Linked DNA regions of Gossypium arboreum: region 2 is linked to region 1. The links are chromatin contacts, called in public Hi-C maps. All regions are on one chromosome and are shown on one strand. The core of a region is the stretch at or near the end of the contact, and the rest is flanking DNA. Distances in the headings are between cores, read along the strand shown. Region 1 holds the start of LOC108468478 (protein MAIN-LIKE 2). Region 2 holds the start of LOC108482888 (threonine--tRNA ligase, chloroplastic/mitochondrial 2).

Region 1 (4,342 bases), core at 1,237-3,736:
TCTGGGATAGGTTGTAGCATGCCATATTGCCTTAGGACACGATTAGGAAGGTGCCTTTCTGCCTTGTCAAAGCATATCAACATCGTTTTAGACCTCCCCAAAACCAAACTGTTTCTAATTTCCTCTGGGATTACAGTACTATCCATGTACTTGTAGGGAAGCCACTCTACCTATTTTTTAACAACAAACAGCCATATTACTCTTCCTTTAACTTTTCATCAGAAGCTGACTCTTACACATATGGCAACTAGAAACATAATTTTTATTTTAAAGAACAAAAGGAAATACCAATAACTTACATCACATGGTTCCAGGGAGTCAAGTGCCTTACGGTAGAAAACTACATCACGGTTTGTCGTTGGACCACTCTGCTTTCCCTTCCACCTCAGTACAAAAGGGAAATGATCGTGGATAGGGTCCCTGTTGAGCTTTGGTCGACCAATATTTAGATGATAGTAACTCCAACACTAAAAAAGAAGAATGATTATAAGTAGCAGAATTTTATCTAAATGTTGTCAATAACATTAGAAAAACTTCAGCTAGAAATCCTCCTAACTGCTTCCTTTTGTCAAAAGAAGTTGAAAGACAGCAGGCCCTTCAAAAGCACTTATAGAAGGAAAAGAAAAGGGTAGGAAAATGGGACATCAGAAAAGTGAATAACCTGAAGTAATGTCAAACATCCACAAATAGTGCTTTGGGATCTAACAGAGGCATTCCCAAGTGCCCTATACAAGAATGCTAATGCAGCTGCACCCCATGCATACCTCCCAGCATTCTCAAAATTTTCAAACAATGGAAGGTACATGACAGGGACCTTATTCCCTGTGGTGGTTGAAAAAATAGTGCTTCCCACAAGATACAAAAGGTAAGCACGTGTGTGGTGCTCAATCTCTTCGATCGTTGCATTTTCAGGACACTGAGAAAAGAACTCTTTCAACCAACTTAGCTTCACCATCCCACCACTTGCATAAGTAGAATCTGGTGCTTTCCCAAGATACTTTTCACACACCGTTCCACAAGTGGTATACGTTATTCCAATCACGGGCATCCCGTCAATTGCCAATCCCAGCAAGAAGGCAACATCTTGAAGAGTCACAGTCATTTCTCCAACAGTGAAGTGAAATGTATTAGTCTCTCTTCTCCACCTCTCAACTAAAGCTGAAATGAGCGGATTATCTAAACTAATGGCAGGTATCTTCCTCAAGTACCCAAATCCTGCTTTTTCCACCAATTCAATCTGTTTTGGGGTGAGTCTCCATTCTCCCAACTTTGATGTATGCTCATGACATCTAAGTGCACCACGCTCCTGTAATGCATGTATATATTATGTAATAATGCTAGTGTGTTTTAAATAAAAACGCATGCACAAGTCAAATTTACAATCACAATCAAAGAAACCCTTCACATATATAAGGACAAAACTAGTCTAGTGCATCAAGGCGATGAAACTGATAAACAACCAATCAAACAAACTAACAAATGAACCAGTGCATAAACGAATTCTACAAATTTTCACTTATCAAAGAAACACAAATTACATATCTGCAAATAAAGGGGGGGGGGGGGCGGAGAATGAGATTGGTGGGAATGAGAAACAGACCTGGCCATCCCAAACAGCTGAAGATACATGCTTGTCTTGATCATACAGTACTGAACGATCGATGGGTCCAGGATTGGCTGCAGATGGGTCCATTCCAATCTCTTCCATTGATTTTATCTTCTAAAATTTAAACCAAAATAAATCAAAGTGGCCTGAAATGCAGGCCAAAATAGATAGTTTAGTCCCGTAAATTAGCAGGATAGCCTCCATCACTGTTAATATATACTTAAATTTTACATTTTGGAGCCAATTCTTATCAAGCCCTTGAAACAAAGCACAGATAACTAAGATCAATTTCAAACTTTTTTTAACGAATTAATTGCAAACAAATGATATATATATACACATAAATATAAAAATTTGAAGAATCTCGTATTTGGGTGGTCCATTCAATTTAAAACCCTAGTTTCCGTTTAACTCTCGGAGGACAAATAAAAATGGAAAACTAAACAGAAAACAATATTTGGGTGTGAACATTTTGGTTGTTTAGATAAACGTTCTCTTTATAATTGTAATAATAAAAGGGAAAATCCAGAAATTGGAAATCAGAAAGCGAGCGTGAGGGTGAGGGTGAGGGTGAGGGGGAAAGAAACGACGCCGGAAAGCAAAAAAAATAAAAATTTAGATTTAAAAAAAAAAAGAAATTTGATTTTACTATACCTGAGTTTTAATCAAAACGACAGGAAAGAAAGAAAGCAGGCACCACCGTGAAGAAAATTTTCAGCGGAATTCAAAGCGAAATTAAAAAGAAAAAAAAAAACCGCAACCAAAACGCGTCGTTGCAGGGTTTTCTCCTCTTTGTACCGTGTGTGTGAAAGTCTCCAAAACTGGGATGTGGGTTCGCTTCGCTGCGCTGCGTTTATGAATGGATTCAAAATTTTCCATCCAATAGGCTATAGGCTTAGGGTAAATTACTATCTCACGTTGTTACACGTGGCATGTTTTTGGATGATTTGGGCATCGGCCTAATTTTTCTCTCCTCGAAGAAAATGGGCTTTTTTCATGCATATTTTGTTTCCTTTTCATTTAATTTTATTTATTACTTTTACTGAATTCAATTATCACTTCTTTTAATATAACCTTAACTATTGTCGCAAAATATGATTAACATTCACCCAAAAATATATATACTAGATTTTATTGTTAAAAAGTATCATGGAGATCTTGTATTAGTGTCACGGGTTGCTGATCAAAACCCGTGACAAATGTGCACAAAACTTCATGTGCACAAAACTTCATGTGAAGGTCAATTAATTAAATGAGCTCATTTGACTTAACTCAATTCGTGGAACATATGGAGAAATCTATTTACTTGAAGCATTGGTAGCATAGTAAAACACTCAGTAAAACCAGAGTTACCTTAGTGAATATTTGTCATCATAAGGGATAAGATTGTATAGTGTTTTAATCCCTTAGGGACTTTCATCTTATGGATAGGCTTGAATCTGAACCGTAGATGTTGTTTAAACCATACAATTGGATTTGGGTCTTACACGAGCCTACGAAAGTTTTAATACTAGCATGAGGTCGAATTAGGACTAAATTGTAATGCTTACAAAATTCCAGGTTGACGTTGCGACTTCAGAGGTTTCCTCGTCGTGACGTGACTCTCTGACTTAAGTTCATCATGACCTCGAGGCTATGTCACTGCAACGTGAGCCCTGAACTTTTTGTCATTGCGACATTGGGAGTACGTTGTCACGATGTGACCACTGAATTCCAATAATGTCAAAGTACCTATTCAAATATCCAAAGCAAACAACCTATACAAAATTGATGGCATCGATAGGGCTATTGACACAACTTTAAAATATTGTTACTCTACCCAAAAATAGAGAGAATTTATTTCCAACTATTGAATCTATTTTTCAGAATAACAAATTTTGTCAGTTTCTATTTGAGAAGAGATTTTTCATTTTCACACTAAAGAAAAGAAAATTATTTCTAGTTCTGTGTTTTGATTCGAATCGTTCGAGTCAACCCTTGAAACAACGAGAATAATGGAGAAGATCATTTAGTTGAAAGTCGGAAACGATAAGGATCCATCTATCCGAAAACACAAGTGTGAATTCGATCTAGGGTTTATTGCTATAAATATCATAAACTGGGTTAGTTTTCAAAATTTTTATTTCCCGTTGTACAAGAAAACCATTTTCGAACCAGATTTTTTCCAACAATATAATTCTCCCTATTATAACCATTTTTCTATTCCTAAAATATTATTTATTTAATTAAAATAAATTTAATTAATTCTTTCAATTAAATTATTTTCTTAACCCAATTCTAATTTTGTTAAAATCATAATGAATTTACCTTACTAGAATCTAAGTAAATAAATTTAGTTGTCTTGTTTAGTAAAACTACAATGACTACTTAATTTAATTCTCACTCTGAACTCAACTATTTAATTATAATCAATTAAATAATAAGTCAAAGATATTAAATTGATTTCTAAGTCATCTTTTGTTCCTTGCAAGAAAAATGCATTTACTGCGGATAAAAATACATGCAGTTTATTTCTCCTTTCATTGTTTTCATTCATTCAACATATCGATTATTGTTGCAATTCAAACATGATTGTGTTGAGTTAATGGAAGGACTGATTGGACATGTAAATTAGGGCTCAAATAATTTGTAATTAATTTTTGACTCTTCGTCTAATTACAACATTATTTAGTCATGAAATCAATCCACCAAAAGTACCATGATTGAAATTTCCCTTATTATATACCATTACAAAAG
Region 2 (4,342 bases), core at 1,118-3,617, 340 kb after region 1:
GTTTTATCTCCATGTTGCTTGCCAAACATCGGCCTATGCTGTAGGCGTAGCAGGATGGGCAACTGGTATTAGGCTGGGCAGTGATTCAGCTGGTGTCACACACAATCCTCATAGGAACATTGGCATCACCCTCTTCTGCCTTGGCACTCTTCAGGTAACTTTTGCTTCTAGGGTCTTCATGTTTCTGAAATATTACAAACAAATGTTTATGGTTGAAATATGTGGGGCATGCAGGTGTTTGCTTTGCTTCTGAGGCCAAACAAGGATCACAAATACAGATTGTATTGGAACATCTACCACCATTCCGTGGGTTACGCAGTCATCATCCTCAGTATCATCAACATCTTCGATGGCTTCGACATCCTTAAACCCGATGACCATTGGGAGAGAATTTACATTGGAATTCTCATATTTTTGGGTGTTGTTGCCACTTTGTTGGAAGCATTCACTTGGTACATTGTTCTGAGGAGGAAGAACAGAGGGTCTGAGACTGATAAGCGCTCTCACAGCATAAATGGAGCCAATGGAGTGAATGGATTTGGTGCCAGGGGACAGGACGTGTAACAATTTTGTACATCTTACATATATTGTAATATATGTAAGTATATTTTGTCAGTCTATTACACCATGTTGTTGTTGGGGTTTTTTTTTTTTTTGGTACTTCCATGTATTTTTATTTAATTTAATTTATTTTGTACGTATCCATGGATTCCAATGTTTCTTTCCATCCATCAATAGCTGTGGTTCCTTTGATTACATGTTGGGCCGCGAAAACTAAACAACAAAAGAGCAAAGTCTATCACAATATTATTACATGACAAAAACGAAAAAAAAAATACACATACATATTCTATCACTAAAATTTAAAAATAATTAAATTACGAGTAACACGAGGATTAATGGAGATAATAATTTGTACATATTAAAATAAAATGTATAATATATATTGAAATAAAGTTTAAGTGGTAATTTAAATTGTTACTAATTCAATTGACATAGATTCAAATACCATCATATTCATATTTTAATTGAATTTTATTAAAATGAAAAGACTAAAATACCTTCAAATAACAAAACTTACTAGAAATTCTATCACATGCGTGTAAATATTTATAATATAGATATGCATTTAAAAATAATATACAATAAAAAATTAGATTAAATTTAAGTAAAATAGAATTTAAACAAATAAAACATCATCATACTAAGAATACTAAATGAATACATCAATTCTAAGTTGGTGTCGAGTTAATTTGTGACACCAACTCAATGTAATTGAGTTGTAAATTTAAAGTTTTATCAATGCAATTGGCCTGAGTTCAATCTCTTCATCGCATATTATTATTATCATTATTTTAAAATAAAAGATTAAAGTACCATTGAAGAATATTTACTTATTTTAAATATGAAAAGACATATATGTAATCTTCATAATCGAGTTGGTACTTGGTTGACTCGTAATCCCAACTCAATCAACGACTTAAATAATAATATAGATATATAATTGATGAAAGTAATAAAGTATGCATAATAAAATTAAAATATATAAAAAAGTTAAAGTCAAGCCTTAGCTGAGTAGTAAATTTAAGGCTTTACTAATGCAATCAGTGTGGGTTCATACACCACAATATGCATATTATTATTATTATTATTATTATTATTATTATTATAATAAAAAGATAAAAGTACTCGAAATGATATAACTTATTTTAAATATGAAATGGTATTTTGGTAATTTTTCTAACGAGTTAGTGCTCTGTTGACTTATGACACCAATTTAATCAATGACTTAAATAATAGTTTGCATAATACAATTAAAATATAAATATCATATTAAGATAAAGTTCTAGTTTTGTGTTAAAAGGTTATATTTTACCATGTCAATAGCATGAGTTTAAATCCAATTACACGTAATTTATTTATTTTTTAAATAAAAAATTAAGATACTTTTGAATAATGTATTCTATTTTAATCTTAGAAATATATTTTTGTAATTTTATAATTAAATTGGTGTTCAACTGATTCATGATACCAACTTAATTAATAAATTAAATAATAATATATATTAATATTTAAAATTTATATTATATAAAATAATTTAAATGCAATATATTATAATAAATACACGAAGAGAAATTAGTCACTATATTTTTATTTCAAAATTTTATACTAATAAAAAAATAAAAAATTAAAAAATTAAAAATTAGACTTAAATTTTAAAAACTAGAACATAAAACATTAAAATCCTGAAATAAAAATAGAGGGCTAATGCTGTAATATGAGAAAAATACAGGGACTAAGAGCATATTTTAACTGAAATAGAAATAGACAATTACTTTACAAACTGGGTTTTAGTGAAAACAGATATGGGGGACTTGTTGAAACACTGAATTTAAGCCCAAAGTAGTGAAGTTCAGTGGTTGAAGGCCTAGATTTGAAACTTAAAATTACAAAATTTTATTGAACGAGCAAATTTGTTATCCACCAAGACGCTGAAAAACCTCATCCACAAACGAGAACCAGAAACTTGAAATTCAGTTGATATTTTTTTAGCCATAGCCATAGCCATAGCCAATAGCACAAGGGGCTGATGTTCATGGTCCGCACTTCACACAATGGCTACTTTCCATTTTCTTCAAATTTCCGCTCGTTTCCTTTCTAAACGCACTTCTCTTCCTCTCCCTCTCCCTCTCCCTCTCCCCAATCCATCCCTTTCCCTTCATTTCCCCCTTAAACGCCTGGTTTCCTTCCCCAAACGCCCGGAACTCAAACGCTTACATGAGGCAGCAGTGGCCACTGGCTCAGCTCAACCAGCAGTTGACCTCCAAAACGTTCCCGTACAGGATACCCAGAAGCAAGAACAATCTGGCAAACTTGTTCTTCCAACTAACGACTCATCCGATGAGCTCCTTAGAATTAGACACACGGTAATCATTGCGTTATCAATTTCCTTTTCTGGGTTTTTTTTATTATTCCATAACGACCTTTTTAAAAAAAAATTTATTATATGCATGGGATTTCAGTGTGCACATGTAATGGCAATGGCAGTTCAAAAACTATACCCAGACGCGAAAGTGACAATTGGACCCTGGATAGACAATGGGTTTTACTATGATTTTGATATGGAGCCTTTGACTGATAATGATCTCAAGAGGATTAAAAAGGAAATGGTAAGTAGATTATTTGATTAAAAGAAGGGGGAAAGTTTTGTGAGAGCTTTGGGGAAATTGTTTTCATTTGGGCTATGGTTTTCAGGGGGTCAGAGAAATTCATTTGTTACCTCCAAATCTGTAGGATCGGATCATTAAACGAAATTTACCGCTTGTAAGAGAAGAAGTTTCAAGAGATGAAGCTCAGAAAAGGATAATGGCTGTAAATGAACCTTACAAGATGGAGATTTTGGATAGTATTAAGGAGGATCCTATCACTATCTATCATATTGGTAAGCCACATTTTTCCTTTTCCAAGTTTCCTGTAGAATTGGTGCTTTAGTTTCTCGTGTAAATGACCCTTTATTGAGTTATCATGAGAAACACTTTCTATGTAACAGTAATGTATTTATTCTAGGTTAGTCCTCTGAGATTTCCCATGTATTTTCTATGGTTCTGGTTCTGCTAGGGATATCAAATGTATACCGGCTTCTCTTCCATTCCTGTCTCCTAACTTGCCTTAATCCATGTTTGGTGGCCTTGGCATATGCTAAGCATCTATGTCTACTGTTTATGAACATAACCGGTGTAACTTGGTTAATCTTTATCAATGAAATAAGTAACACTTTCATGTGTCTGTGTGTGTTCATATCATTTTGTTGACTAATACTGATTCCAGGGAATGAATGGTGGGATCTTTGTGCCGGGCCACATGTCGAAACTACGGGAAAGATAAACAACAAAGCTTTTCAGCTCGAGTCCGTTGCTGGTGCTTATTGGAGAGGAGATGAAAAGAAACCTATGCTACAGAGGATATATGGAACTGCATGGGAAAATGAAGAACAACTGAAAGCTTACCTTCACTTCAAAGAGGAAGCTAAACGCCGGGATCACAGACGTATTGGCCAAGATCTCGATTTGTTTTCTATACAGGAGGAGGCTGGGGGAGGTTTAGTCTTCTGGCATCCGAAGGGTGCCATTGTTAGGCATATTATAGAAGATTCATGGAGGAAAACACACATAGAACATGGTTACGACTTGCTATTTACTCCACATGTGGCAAGGGCTGATCTTTGGAAAATCAGTGGTCATCTAGACTTCTATAAAGAAAGTATGTATGATCAGATGGAGATCGAGGATGAACTTTATCAACTTCGACCAATGAATTGCCCTTACCACATATTAGTATACAA

The links. A called contact is a pair of places that touch in the nucleus more often than the background predicts.
Region 2: a Hi-C map of leaf shows a contact between it and region 1, with 2.7 times the contacts expected there. The contact joins the promoter of LOC108482888 here to the promoter of LOC108468478 in region 1. A contact is called at or near these places in 2 of 5 Hi-C or Micro-C datasets (both in leaf).

The regions. Positions count from the first base shown.
Region 1 is chr7:25,611,974-25,616,315 of ASM2569848v2, forward strand. LOC108468478 (protein MAIN-LIKE 2) reads right to left here and starts at 2,487. Exons shown (of 7, transcript XM_053031094.1): 1 at 2,261-2,487; 2 at 1,601-1,717; 3 at 662-1,306; 4 at 300-467; 5 at 1-170. The coding sequence starts at 1,708.
Region 2 is chr7:25,947,711-25,952,052 of ASM2569848v2, forward strand. LOC108482888 (threonine--tRNA ligase, chloroplastic/mitochondrial 2) reads left to right here and starts at 2,368. Exons shown (of 7, transcript XM_017786014.2): 1 at 2,368-2,927; 2 at 3,024-3,170; 3 at 3,295-3,442; 4 at 3,829-4,342. The coding sequence starts at 2,616. It overlaps LOC108484063 (cytochrome b561 and DOMON domain-containing protein At5g35735-like), which reads left to right. Exons shown (of 3, transcript XM_017787695.2): 2 at 1-154; 3 at 235-701. The coding sequence ends at 564.